Regions from separate parts of the Zea mays genome. Here all the other regions are linked to region 2. The links are chromatin contacts, called in public Hi-C maps. All regions are on one chromosome and are shown on one strand. Each heading gives the region's core, a stretch centred on a gene start, on an enhancer-like site or on the middle of the called end of the contact. The rest is flanking DNA. Distances are from core to core; before and after follow the strand shown. Region 1 holds the start of LOC103635017 (protein NLP3). Region 2 holds the start of LOC100501361 (Triose phosphate/phosphate translocator, chloroplastic). Region 3 holds the start of LOC103636848 (pentatricopeptide repeat-containing protein At5g66520).

What was found. A called contact is a pair of places that touch in the nucleus more often than the background predicts.
Region 1: a Hi-C map of endosperm shows a contact between it and region 2, with 3 times the contacts expected there. The contact joins the promoter of LOC103635017 here to the promoter of LOC100501361 in region 2. A contact is called at or near these places in 6 of 25 Hi-C or Micro-C datasets (bundle sheath, ear, endosperm and 2 more).
Region 3: a Hi-C map of ear shows a contact between it and region 2, with 3 times the contacts expected there. The contact joins the promoter of LOC103636848 here to the promoter of LOC100501361 in region 2. A contact is called at or near these places in 9 of 25 Hi-C or Micro-C datasets (bundle sheath, ear, endosperm and 4 more).

Annotation. Positions count from the first base shown.
Region 1 is chr8:30,081,398-30,086,341 of Zm-B73-REFERENCE-NAM-5.0, forward strand. LOC103635017 (protein NLP3) reads right to left here and starts at 3,028. Exons shown (of 5, transcript XM_008657585.3): 1 at 2,257-3,028; 2 at 481-1,040; 3 at 259-306; 4 at 1-155. The coding sequence starts at 2,521.
Region 2 is chr8:30,519,495-30,524,354 of Zm-B73-REFERENCE-NAM-5.0, forward strand. It overlaps LOC100501361 (Triose phosphate/phosphate translocator, chloroplastic), which reads right to left and starts at 3,209. Exons shown (of 12, transcript NM_001196104.2): 1 at 2,754-3,209; 2 at 2,591-2,659; 3 at 2,457-2,522; 4 at 2,301-2,379; 5 at 2,086-2,206; 6 at 1,905-2,000; 7 at 1,711-1,823; 8 at 1,570-1,647; 9 at 1,362-1,478; 10 at 1,157-1,256; 11 at 962-1,062; 12 at 460-867. The coding sequence starts at 3,013. The coding sequence ends at 853. LOC100282723 (dnaJ protein) reads left to right here. Exons shown (of 3, transcript NM_001155630.1): 3 at 1-195. The coding sequence ends at 55.
Region 3 is chr8:30,175,586-30,180,160 of Zm-B73-REFERENCE-NAM-5.0, forward strand. It overlaps LOC103636848 (pentatricopeptide repeat-containing protein At5g66520), which reads right to left and starts at 1,912. Exons shown (of 5, transcript XM_035961651.1): 1 at 1-1,912. The coding sequence starts at 1,857. The coding sequence ends at 109.

The sequences.
Region 1 (4,944 bases), core at 1,778-4,277, 440 kb before region 2:
AAGCAACTCTTCTTTAAACCACCACCATGTGCCAATACACTTCTATACTTGCAAGGAACCCAGGTTTGTGCCAAAGGAAGCTTGTGCTCTTCACATACTACAGTCAAGATCTCTAGTATTTCGACCAGAGCCGCTTGACGGCCTTCATTACATATCTGAAAAAACAAGACGGCGAACAAAAAAAATATAAGCCACCTAGAGCATGGCCAGAAATAATCTTCTTGTCCATAAACCATAATGTAACGAGTGAAGACTCACCTGGACATTTGGATGGTCCAGTATTTCAGTGCTTTTAAGATTTACCGCCTGCAGAAACAATACCAAAATATAAGATGATAGTTCAACAAAATTTACGCTACAGCTGGTTTTCTATAGCTCACATGTAAGGTTACTAGCATCAACCTTAAACAATCTGCTGCTCCACTGAATGTGCATGTGTTACTAAAAAAATTAAGCAACCAAAAGAGAAAAGGGACCAACCTCAAGTGCTTTGCAGACTTTATCGACCTCACAGGCATAGTTTATCTTCTTTGATGTCATTATAAGTTCGACGACAGCAATACACGACTGAGCAGAAGGATCAAAAACAGGCAGGGCAACCGTACCATGGACATTGTAACTGATCGCATGGTTAAGTCGTTGATACTCACCACTGCTATAGTACTGCACATTTGGTGTCCACTCAGGCACCTTTTGCTTGTAGACACGCCCAGGTAGGCCCAGGTCTCCAGCATTTTCCCCATCAACTGAAAACATGTACATCATGGATACAGCCCTGTACTGAAGTAGGCCAATGCTCTGGTGGTCAAGCACAAAAGGCTGTCCTGAAGTAGTAAGCACATAGCGGTCTCCGTTCTTGACTGGTGCCCAGACTTGGACCAACAGATGTTGATCTGTGGACTCCTTGAAGTACCGAAGGGCTTGTGTAAGCTTCTCCTTGAAGAAGCTAGAGTTATCTGTGCCATCTTCGTCCAGAGATAGATGAAACTGCCACTTGTGATTGATTTGATCAACTCTCTTGCCTGTAGTGTGAGAATTCCCTGGATAATAGAAGCATAATGATAAGGCAATGAAGGATGATATAACATCCTAGCCCTATAAGAAAGGGATGCCATTGAGTTCCAAACCTCCTAGCGCTCAAACGAATAGTTAGGTCCCTGTTTCTACCTATGGACAAACCAAGTTTACTGCAGGCATCGAAGCTGGGAAAAACATAATTGGTTTATGAACTCAATGAAGTTAGTAGCATCAATGCTTCGCCTTCACCACACAACAAAGAGAGAGTGTAGAGCCCATGCAGGAACGGTGTCCTAGTTTGTTTGGCACATACCAAGTAAAGTTGATCTCATTGTCTTAATTTAACTATAACAATGATAAGCAATATAATGAGACAAGCAAGGCATTATCCAACTGCTTCCACTTGGAATACATGCAATCTAGCATACAGCCCCATGGCGTCATAACCCACCGATAAATCTAGTAAATACAGCACCAGCTAGCTTTAGAGACAGCACACGAGCACTAGGAGACAGGGCAAAGTAGTCCACACGTTTGTATAGCGCACAAAGTATCGAATGAGTCGGAGTCGGGCAATAATGGCACAGGAAAGGAGGGCACTTGCTTTTTGTAAGCACAGTTAAACTTAGTCGAGTACAGCCTCCCCCTGTAGTGGAATCCAATTTGCCATCAACAAATCTTAGCAAAAATTAGCGTTAAAAACGAAACGTGGCCCCCACCGAGGGTCACCGCGGCACTAACTAGACGAACGCAGTCGAATCGTTGCAAACTAAGAGATGCGGATAACTTTCCCTCCATATTCTTGCGGGGCAAAGATTCAGTTTCATCAAAGACGAGTTTTTTTGGGAGGCCAATAACTTACTGTATTATATAGAGTATGAGCAGGAATAAAATAATTAAAATAAGTAAATAAGAGGGGTGGCATGCCAAAGTCAAACGTGAAGCTGATAGATAACAATGTTAGCAGTAGGCAGTAGCACTAGCGTATCGGTGATGGGAATATGAGCAAGATTCCAACTTTCCGCGAATCTAATCGACCGAAATCGCATGAAGGAGCGCTGGGAGCACAAAATCTCAGGGGATTGGAATCTCCTCATGGAGATTGAATTGGATCCCTTTTCCTTTTTTTCCTTATTTTCTTTCTCTACATCGAAATCGAAATCGAAATCGTGCCTAGGAAAAGGAAGAAAGATGAGATGAGACGATGTAATAAGTAGTCAGAAAGGAAGGAAGGCTCACCGGAGCGTGCCCGCTGGACCTCCTCGACGACGGCGGCTGCGACGGCTGCCTCCGGCGCGGCGGAGGGGGCGTCGAGCGGGAGCAGGTGGCGGTCCTCGAAGAGCCAGAGCGGCGAGGGCGGGGTGAGCCAGGACGAGGAGCTGGCCGGCAGCTGCGGGGAGGCGGAGACGGAGGAGAAGAGCATGGACGTGGTGAGCGAGTCGAAGGGCCAGGCGCCGCCGCTGCCGTCCCCGTGGGCGGAGGCGGGGGAGGGGTCGAAGTCCATGGGATGAAACCTTGCTGCTGCTGGCTGTGCTAGTGTGACCGGACGGCGAAAAGCGGCAGCTAGCGGCGACGTCGGCGGCGGAAGAGGAGGAGCAGGAGGCGACGGCGAGACGGGAGGAGGACGGGAGGAGGGAGTGGTGGAGGGGTGAGGTGCGGTGCCATGTGGGGGAGGGGGGGATCAAATGTGTGCCGCCGCGGCCCGTCGGGAAGGTCGTGGTGGACCGGAATAAGATAATGCCATGTCTGCCTCCGTCGACAACTGGGGTGGGCCCGGCACCATCTCCGTCTCCGTCTCCGTCTCCGTCTCCGTCTCCGTCCCCTACCGCCGGGGAGAGAGCTTCCGGAATCTACACAGGTGGGGTGGGTGCTACTGCTACCGTGATAATATATATTTATAATTAGTAAATATAATAGTAAATTACTCCAGGTTGGCGGTTGACTGGGCAGTCACTAGTGGGTTGGCAGAGAGAGAGAGAGGCCGGAATCAAAATATTCCGCAAGATTAACGTGAATGCATCTGCACTGCCACTGCGCTAGACTGATATCATAGCTGTGGCAGTGTAGATGTCCTAAGTTTTTTTACGAGCTTCTTATTTTGCTAATTCATTTCACGGGCTATATCTGTTTGATGTATTTTGCTAATTCATTTCACGGGCTATATCTGTTTGATGTCCTAAGTTTTTTTTAAAAAAAATTGAGATGTTTTCGACTCTTAGTGAAGTTAGAATGAATAGAGGTAACATAATGGCAGGTGTTGAGGACCAACAAACCTAAACACAAAATAGAGAAATAAATTATATTAGGTAGATTTTTTTCACGTACATAACCGTAGACCTTGAGAAGTTTTTATAGTGGTCTCCTCTTCGTAATTAATGTAAAAAGACTTCAATTATCCTATCAAATTATAGTTGTTTATTTGCATGAGGATAATAAATATTTATCTCCATCAACCTGTTCGTATTGATGGTTAATTCTCGCAAGCATGTCCATGCGTCTAGCGAAGATTAGTGACTGCGGTGGGTTTGTCAGGTGAGCATGTAGAATTTTTACGTCACTTTCAATGACTTGTTTTTGACTTGAGGGCTCTATATATATCCAACCAAACTAACCAACCATTTGAGTTGAGGCATATGTTAGTTAGATCACTTTATTAGTGTTTGCATAAGTTTTGTCTAATGATTATAAGGGGGTGTTTGAACGCACTAGAGCTAATAGTTAGTTAGCTAAAAATATACCAGTAAAATTAGCTAGCTAACAAATAGTTAGTTAACTAGTAGCTAATTTACTAAAAATAGCTAATAGCTGAACTATTAGCTAGGTTGTTTGGATGTCTCTAGCTAATTTAGCCACTAACTATTATCTCTAGTGCATTCAAACACCCCCTAAGTAAGGAATAGATACCTATATCCATTGGTGCTTGTGTGCGTCATTGTATTGAGATATACGGCGTGAGACTTGTAAGTCTTATGAGATCACATCAACTTTGCTATGGTGTGATTGTCATCATGTACTAGAATCATGTACTAGAGAAAATAAGGACTATTTTTACATGAAACTCAATAATAAAGATGACAAAGAGCATCCGAGAGAGTCCCAACCCCAGTACCACCTACAGGTGCTGAAGTTATGAGAAGAAACTAGGACTACTCCTGATCGAGATTTGACCATCACTCACTCCGATCCATCAGGCATCGATCGGTTCCTTTTTTTTTGTGTGTGTGGATCCGATCCAATGGGCATCTTCCGTCGCTTTCGCGAGGAATTGAAGCAGCTATACGCCAACTTGAGCAAATAATAATGATGCCAACGGTATTGCTAGTGTCGTTGAACAAATGGCCACAACAACACACATACATACAAGTTGGCATCATCCCCGCCCACACAATGATAGATAGGATCCCATCGCATCGCATGCATGATCGCATCCACATATATGACAAGCTAGCTCATCAATACATTACATTTTCATCCACATCTTGCTCTTCTATCTCCATTGCTTTCATTTTTTTCTAATTTTATCTTTAGTTCCTAAGCATCTGTTTGTTGGACTGTGGCTATAAAAAACGGTTGTGAGCTATAAGCCATGAAAAAAGTTGTTGTGGCTTTGAGCCGTAAAAAAAACTAAAAATCATTTGGTAGAAGTCGCTAAAAACGCTAAAAGTTCGTCCATATATATTTTAACAGTTTAGCTCGTCCATATATATTTTAGGGCTCGTTTGGTAGAGCTCTGCTCTATGATTCTCTAACCCGGAGAGTCGATTCTTGTCACACCCAGGCTTTAAGGGACAAAGCCGGGTGCATCTCATACATGCGCCAAAGAAGACAACATATATAATAACAGAGCGTATAGAGATAAATGTTACAATAATCAGAGTATTTATTACATAGCGGAAGTCTTACAATATAAAAGATGAATATAGCAGG
Region 2 (4,860 bases), core at 1,959-4,458:
TTCTAGGCTGACGTCTGATCAGAAGGCTGGTCTCAAAAGGATATTGGGTTCTTAGGCCGCCTCAAATGACATTTTATAGTGAAAGGTATTGTGAATATCGCCAGTAATTGGCTAGGTAGATTATTTATTTATTTATGTAACATATCTGTAACGGATGGTTATAATGTGTCAGATTTTTATCTCATTATTATTTACTGAAGGCTTTCCTACAGGCGAAGCCATTTTTGCGGGCTCCGGCTCCTCCTGTGAAAATGTGAAAAGGGCTTCGGCTCCTCCTGGAGGATTATGCACGACAGGAGCTCAGGATTATGCTGTAGGCAAACTTCGGTGTTTACTGGCACAAATCAAGTGGGATTAAAACTTATGATAGAATGCTTATTTCTTCTTTGGCCATGCTATAAAGATATAGGGCATGGATGTGCAGTTTAAAAGTCTAATGATGAGTGATAATGTACACTTATAAAATCTAGTAATTTATTGAAGCACAAAAAAAATTGAAAATAAATCCAACTTAAAGAGTTTAAAATAGATGAGTTGATAATACTGCAGCAGGAGTCCGACTCTGTCCTGTTTACAAAGAAGATATATAGATAGGTCCATGTCCAATGAGTATAGTCGATCTAAACTGCTGAGCTGAGAGAGAGGGAGAGAGAGAGAGTTACAGGCGTATATGAAGGTCACTCGACGATCATCTGTTCTGCAATGTGCTGCTGTTCAACACCAGATAATAGATTGGTAATAAACAAAGCGACTCAAGACGAATACTACAAAACAAGGCATAATCTTGATTGTCGACGATGTTGTTGTTGTGTCCCAGACGCAGAAGGTAAAATATTCACAGCAGTCAGCTCATCATGCGCTCTTTTTCTGGATTTAAGAAAATATATAGTAAGATGGCACAGCAATCAAATGTGCATCCACATTTCCACTGATACCGCTTCATGTATTGAGGAAAACTCACCCTTTTCTCCTCTTCAATCTTAGCCTTAATGTAAGAGTACATAGCAACACCAGCTATGGCAATGGACGTGCCAATTCCAGTTTGTGTGCTAATTTTGTTGCCTGTGAGGTTTAGCAAGTGTTAGCTAGCTAGAGCATTACATCACAGCAGCAGGGGAAAACAAGGGGGGGGGGGGGGGGACTGTCGTCCACTCACCAAAAACAACGATTGAGAAGCCAATGACAAACACACGCTTCAACACATTGCCCACAGCATGTGTCAGAGGAGCCACTCGCTCCAAGGTGTTCGTAGCAATCTGCAATACCATTCATTGGTCAACAAAATGGTAGATCAGTAAATACTAGGCTTCATGTGGCAAGCCAAAGCCAGCTAAAATTGCTAAACGGGTGATTCATGTTACCTGGTTGTACAGATGGTAGAACAGTCCAACCAAGAATAGGTCACTAACAAACTTTGTCAAGCCTACTTTTGCAATGGCATCACTGAATCCATGCTGCATTAGCCGGGGCCCTTCAAACTGCACAATCATATATGGACCATTAAAATTGTATGTATGGCCCACGAATCCTATTTCTTACTACTACTTAACTGTGGTAATCCACACTTACGATCACTGCAGGCGGAATGCAAACAATGAGAGCAATTATTGAAATGTAAGCATACACGTTGGTGCTATCCATGTCAGTCTGCAATGCCAGAAACGATTAGAAGGATGGTTAAGACAAGAGAGCAAATCGTAAACAACAGACCATGGCTTTCTTGGAATAAATGCTCCTGTAGGTGAATGAGATGTTTGATATCATGGCATTGATGAAGCCAGTCCAGTTGAATGAGAGCTCAGTAAGGGATGCCATTGAAACACCTGGCAGGTAATTTCATGTGATCGCTTAGCTAGAGCATTAGGATTAATTATGAGATGATGATCGAACTGAGGATTACATACCGATGACAACAGGGGCAAGAGAAAGCCACAGAGAGAAGGGAACTTGCTGTCCAAGGATAAACTGAGTAGCAGCTGCGCTGAAGAAGGGCTCCAGAGCTGCATCGCAAGTATGTGACATAAGAACATGGGCAAGAAGAATCCACATCGAAATAAAAAATTGGAAGAAAAGAAAAAAAATCACCTTTGATAGTGTGGGCAAATGAGACTGCAACAGCAGCGAAGGACACATTGCTAGTGATGTGACCAATACCATGGCACAGGGCGACTGGAAAGAGAAGCTTCAGGAGCGTGCCATTGATAGGCTACAAAACAAAGAAATACTGCTAGATGAGGCCGGAAATACTAGCTAGTCCGTCCTTCATTAGATTAGATAAACGATGCATGGGGATGGGCTACCGCTCGCTTGGGGAGACCGACACTCCAGCTGATGAGGCAGTATACGACACCCACTACTAGATGGATCAAGGACACAAAGCTGCAACGAGCAAAATGTTGTTGGTCCTCATCTATTTATGAATCAATTAATCAAGCCTGCCAGGTTTGCCTACTTACTATGGATAGGGGAAGTAGTTGTAGATCTTCTTGTTGAGGATGTTGAATATGACGTTGAGGAAGTACCTGCAGAAGCCCATGTTTACACAGGACAGAACAGGTGATGAAGCAAATGTGCAGAGAAACAAACGTACCACATGAAGAAGAAGAAGCCAGTGACCAGGGCCGGGTACTTCTCCAGGAAACCCACAGACTTGGCCTCCCTGCTGTCGCCAAGGTAATTAATTAGGAATCAAGTCATCAACAGAGGTGGTGGCTGGTGCATGGGATGGGAGTGCCAGCGAGCAAGCAGCTGACCCTGCGGCTGCGGCGGGCCGCCGTGGCGTGTGCCTCCTGGCGCCCTGCGACGACGACGGGAGCAGTGTGGCGGGGAGGAGGAGCGACGGGCGGAGCTGGCGTCCCCAGACGAGCGGGGCGGCATCGGGCAAGGCGGCGCAGTTCAACGTCCCAGCGGCGTGGTGCGACGGCGCCGCGAGCGCGGGGGCCACCCGACGGCGGAGGCGGATGAGGCCGGAGACACCGGCGGCCCCGCCGGAGAGCGTCCCGAGCGCCGACATTGCAGTTGCAGGAGCCTGCAGGCAGGGGGTAGTCTGGGGGGCAGAGGCAGAGGCTGGCGCGGGCTGGGACTGTGGATGGTATCAATAAGAAGGGTTTGTGGGTGGTGGTCTGGTGGAGGAGGGAGGCGCCGGGGAGTTGGTTGGCGGAGAAGCGCGCGGGGCGGATAGATAGAGCACACGCAACGCCGCGCGGGGTGGCGGACGGCCACGCTGGAGCCCGACGTCGCCGTCGACAGCTTCAACCGGGTTTGGGATTGGTGGTGCTGGTGGTGCCCGGACCCGGACCCGGACCCGGAAGTGAGGAAAAATCGACAACGGGCCGACCGGTAGTTTGGGCCGTGCCAAAGCACCAAAAGCAGTCACGGTGCGTTTTTTTTGTTTTTGTTTTGAGAATCCGTTGGACAGTGCCGGAAATCAAACAGGATTGGATTTTCCTTGAGACAGGACAACGGATGCTTTTGTGTGTGTGTGTGACGTTACATCAACCTAGTCTCACCATATAGAAATATAATATCAGCAGCCAAGTTTCTCATGACAGGCTACATGGATATTTTTTTTCATGGCATAGCAACAACCTAGTCCCATCACACAACATAGCAAAATAAGTTATCATTATATATACTTGTTTAAGGATTTTTTTTGCTTCCAGTAAACATTGTACGGCTCCTAGTAAAAAGTTGATAATGTGCTAGTTCCTTACCAACATATACACTCCTATGTGAAGCCTACAACCATCCTAATGATAAACACAACATGAAACAACTTGACTTCCGAGAACCAAAACCATTGGAAGTTAACTAACTTTCGATTGTTTTGTATATTCTAACTTTCGACGGTCCTATAATTAGCTATAGTAAGTTACACTAGTCATCGTAAGTCATTTATAGCGTTATTTTGAAGAGCAAGAGATTTTCTTCCTACATTTGTATATACAACCTTTGCTTGGCAAGGCGACAACGCTCACGCTTGCTACAAAGACCTAGATGGATAGAGGAGGGAGGGTGAATAGCCCATAAAAATTACTTATGCATCTAACGAATTCTACTAGGGACAATAAAAGGATATGCTAAAGCGATTACTTCCTCTAGTTTTACTCAAGATAATTTTCCCTAAATAAACGAATAGCATGTAAGAGATATGTATAAATAAGACAAGCTATGTGCTAAATAATAGATACATGTTAAGAGAATGAGCTAGTAACAAGTATATGGAGAAGGCGAGGATAGTTTGTGAGCAAACTACATGGGGGCAATGATGACATAATATTTATCCTTGAGGTTTTGGTTCTTATCGGCAACCTATGCCCTCGTTATGCCGACTCCAAACTAGGTGAGTCACATACTTAATTCGTGTAACATTCCGAACCAACAAAGAGTGCTGTAAGAATGACTCGAGGTACTCCAACAAGCCACGATATTACTAGAGTTGGTCTTTGTGAATCCCTCACAGGGATAACCATTAAGCCCCTTCCAATACGATGACCAGAGCTAGCAACAATCACCAAAGCTGATAAGGATTCTCCATTGTCCAAGCCATCTAGATGACAACAACCACAAAGGGTAGTTGGAATCACGTAGCTCAATAATTACTAGTGCTAATAGGACAATAACTCAATATAATCATTAAAGATGATTCCTAATCTCACTTTGGATCAATCACTATCAACAAATATGAGTGAGATGTTTTCTTTGGATTACTAGAGTGTGTATCGAGTTGGAAAGTCAGAATGCTCACCCCAAATACGCACAAAGTTCTATTTATAAGGTCCCAAGAGCAAATTAGTCCTTGGAACCATTACTATGAAGTATGCGGGCTCATCGTACTGTCTGACGCTCCACCACGCCAGA
Region 3 (4,575 bases), core at 662-3,161, 350 kb before region 2:
ATTTTATCTTATTTTGCATAAAGCGAGAGGGGAAAGGGAACCACGACTGTGGAACCATGGAAACTGGTGCTTTATACAGTAGAGATTTGAGCATAAAGGTGTTAACTGCTACCAATAGTCCTTGCAAGAACAGGTGCCTTCTTTGAACAAATGGAAGCGTGTTCTATCTCTAACAACAATTTCTCTCCCATATACTTTGGATATTAGTTTGGTAACATGATGGCAATCATGGCAAACTCTAAGGTTCTTGAATATCCGAATAGGCATATTGTCACTTATACTAATCAAAGCAAATGCAATTGCCAGCTTCTCACTATGCCGACTAAGAGCACCCTCCTTCTCTTCTTCTTCGATGTCAAGCAAAACTTCCTTCATGTCTGGGATGTAACCCTCCTCCAATCTAATTCTAGTATCAATCTCATACCATTTTGACAAAATATCTTTTATGCGAGGATGAGAGAGATCTCCAACAATGAATTGATGAATAACTCCATTAACCTCCACAGTGCTACAACCAGGTGTCTTGTCAACTCCCTTTTCACGCATTAGGTGCCTGATTTCCCTAGCAGAAGCATGCCTACCTGATGCAGCATAAATGTTAGATAGAAGTACATAAGCGCCACTTTTGTCAGGTTCCAACAAGATCCAATGCTTGGCAACATACTCGGCGAATTCCACATTCTTGTGAAATCTACAACCAGCCATCAGAGCTCCCCAGATCAAGGCATCGGGTTCCATGGGCATTTTCTGAATCATCTCTTTGGCCTCATAAAGAAAGCCATTTCGTGCCAGGAGGTCTACCATGCATCCGTAGTGCTCAATCTTTGGTTTAATGCCATACTTTCTCACCATCGAATCGAAAAGCTCTCGGCCCTTGTCAACCAACCCTGCATGTGTGCACGCACACAACACACCAATGAAGGCAATGTCATCCGGTCTGATACCTGAGCTCTCCATCTGAGCGAAGAGCATTACAGCCTCCGAACCTCGTCCGTGCATTGCCAGTCCTTTTATCATAGTAGTCCAAGCCAGCACATTCTTGTACTGCATTCTTTCAAAAACGTCCATTGCGAGCTGCACCTCACCACACTTGGAATACATATCAACCAAAGCAGTGCCAAAAAACAGGTTGATCTTAATGCCATGAGCCTTGAGGTAACCATGCACCCACTTCCCCTGCTCCAGTGCCCCGTGCTGTGCACAAGCTGCGAGCACCCCCACGAGCACTGTGTCATCCGGGCGGACATCCTCAGCCTGCATCCGCGCGAATATCCTCAGTGCTTCCCTCCCATCACCGGCCTGAACATACCCATTCACCATGGCGCTCCAAGACACAGCATTCCTCGCAGGCATTTCGTCAAACAGTGCCCGGGCGTCAGCGAGCCGGCCCGCCCTCGCGTAGGCGGTGATGAGGGTGTTGAACGTCGAGGCATCCACTGCAGCGGCCGTCCGCAGGAGGAGAAGCCCGTCGGCGAGGCTGCCGAGGAAGCCCGCGTGCACGCGGATAAGCGCGTTGCTGACGAGGACGAACCGGTCCAGACCGAGCTTGACGGCGTGGGTGTGCACGGTAAGTGCCAGCACCGCGGCGCCCGGTACTGCCGGGGACAGCGCCATGGACTTGAGGAGGGAAGGAAGGGTGTGCGGGGTGGGAAGGAGGCCGGCGCGGAGGAGGTGGGCGTAGAGCGGAAGCGCGAGGTGCGGGCGCGCGGAGCGGGAGAGGGCCCGGATGAGCGCGTCGTGGAGCTCCACACTCCGCGGGAGCTGCCCGGACGTAAGCAGCGCCGCCTGGATCCGCACAATCGCCCGCGCTTCGCCGCATCGCGACAGCAGGTCCACGTAGCCCGCGACACCAAACATCTAATGACGTGTGTCCGCGGAGTCGAGGAGGGCGAGGGAGGGGAAGTTAAAAGAGATGGAGATGGGCAGGCACCTGTGGGCTGTGGCTGTGGTGCAGCAGCCGCGGAGGCGACGAGACGTCGAGACGGGTGCGCGCGGCCGGCCACAGCGGCGTGGCCAGGGTGTATTAGGCCAAACACCGGCACGGCATAGCACTATTAGAGCAACTCCAGTAGTTCTCTAAAAGACTTCCTAAATCAATAATTTAGGTAATTAACATAAAATCTATTCTCCAACTGTTCTCTAAACGAACTTTCTAAATTTAACAACTTGTCATCTAACCTTATTTTCTCTCTACATTTGGCAATCATTTATCAACTCCCTAAATAAAAATGTTAGACTGCATTATATAGTTTTTGTAACTTATTTTTTATGTGGATAGATACAAAACAAAATTACAACCTATATTTAGAGAACTATTGGAGAACTCACATTTTTTTACTCCAAAAACCATTTAGCAACTTATTAAATCTGTGATTTAGAGAGCTAAAATTTACACAACTATTGAAGTTGCTCTTAGCCACCACGGCACCACACTACTACAAACTACTACTAACCGTGTCTTGCCGTGCGCCCGTGCGGCACTAGCGGCCTAGTTACTACACCTATAATGTATAATCATGTCGTACTGGTACGACACTAACATATAATAGTGTCTGTATCAGTTCAAACACTATTTTATTTTAAAAGCTCAAAAAATATAAATTATATATAATTTTAAAACTTGAATATTTATTCCTGAACTCATTATATTTAAAACATCACAAAGAATAATTTACAATAACAAGCACATGTCACAATTATATTTATATATCATTGGTTGGTCTAAGTAATGTCTAACTGTGTCGGTCACTTAATCGTGTCGTGTCGTGCTCGTGCCAGTCTATCGTGTCGGAGTGGCGGTTCAAGCACGGTACTAGACCTGTGTCGCGTCAGCACTAGCACTATATGAATCGTGCTCGTGCCCGTGTCGTGCCGAAACACTACGATCGTGACGTGCTTAGTGTCAGCCCATTTTGGCACGCACATTTGGCCATCTATAGGGCAGGGAAGCGCAGCTCATTCTATACTACTCTATTAAGAACCTAATGTAGTTATCTGGTGCTACTACGACTTCACCCTCCGCGCTGACACACTGGATCCGCTCCACGTGTCCCGACTGGCTCTCCGACCCCACGCGCCCCGCCTCGATGTCGTGTCCTATGGGCCCCACGCCGAACATCCGCGCAACACTCTCTCAGCTACTACCCTGTGGACCCTAGTGCTCGCGCAGTCGGTTACTGTGTTTGCTCAGCACCCGATCCCGCCCACGCAGCTACCACACTGTAAAAAAAAGTATAGAGAGAGCACTCGAACCTACGCCCACAGCTCCATAAATTTGGAGCTAACTAACAGACCTATTTATATAATATATAACAACCGTATTAAAATATGAGCAATTGGCTAGTTGTTGTTTATGTCTTGTGTGAAGGATCGGATCAGACTCAGACGCATGCCAGCGGTGGCCACACGTGCCGCATGCCTCGTGCATATAATTTATGTGGTACCATTTTCCACTCAGACGCATAGGATAGGGATGTAACGACTATATATCTGTCGGATAGTACCATTTCATACTCATATCCATTAATAAAATTATATTTGTTGGGTTACCCAAATACGCTCGTAGATATTAAATCTTACCCATATTTGTACTTGTGCGGATAATTTTACCCGTCGAGTAACCCGTACTCACTAGAAAGGTCTTAAATTCTAATATTTCTATCACTTAAAATGTCAAATAAACACACAAATATAAGTTCACCTTAAAATATAGAAATCATGTGATTACATAACTTAGTAGTTAAAAAATAATATTCAGAGAAGGATTTTCTTTAGCTAAGATATGCTCATTATTGATAATAATATTATGATGGATGTATAATTTACTCATGGGTATATGGATATGGTAGTACCCATTCATATCTATATTCGTCTACCCGACGGATAGAGATTTTGGTCCACTATTATACCCGCGGATAGAGAAAACATTTCAACCTACCTATATATTGAATAAAACCTGTCGAATTTTCGGGTTTCAGGTATCTATTATTATCTCTAGAGGTGAAGATATTTCTACGGACCACCGGCCCAACCCATTAAGACTCAACACAGACATAGGTAGGCCCAGAGTTGCATTGCCTGCCGCGGTGCCGCCGCCACACTTCCGCCACCAACAGGCTCCAATTTTTCAGCACTGAAACACATTCTCCAATTTTTCATCTTATTACTGATACTGGCCTTTTGCAAGATTATGCATGTGATCTTTGTACTTTAATCTAGAAATTGCACAATGTCATCTGCTACCTACCGCATGTAAAATGAATATTCAGGCGAGGATCCTTTGATCCTCCTCGATGTTGACCCTTTTAAAAAAAATCCTTCAATAAACAAACATATATTAGCGAAGAGAAAAGTACCGCATGCAAGAAAAAACACAAAGTGACGACAGTTCTTGGCTTTTGGTTGAACCGAATTTTTGTATTTTAGTCTTTTTTCGGAAAAAAGCATGTTTGGATCCTAGAAAAATTTAATGGCGCTGAGGTAACACAGCTCAGCGCCATAGTCTATGGTGCCGAGATACCTGCTGCGTTGGCACAACTTGGACGCCGTGGCACCGAGCTCGACGCCGCCGAGCTC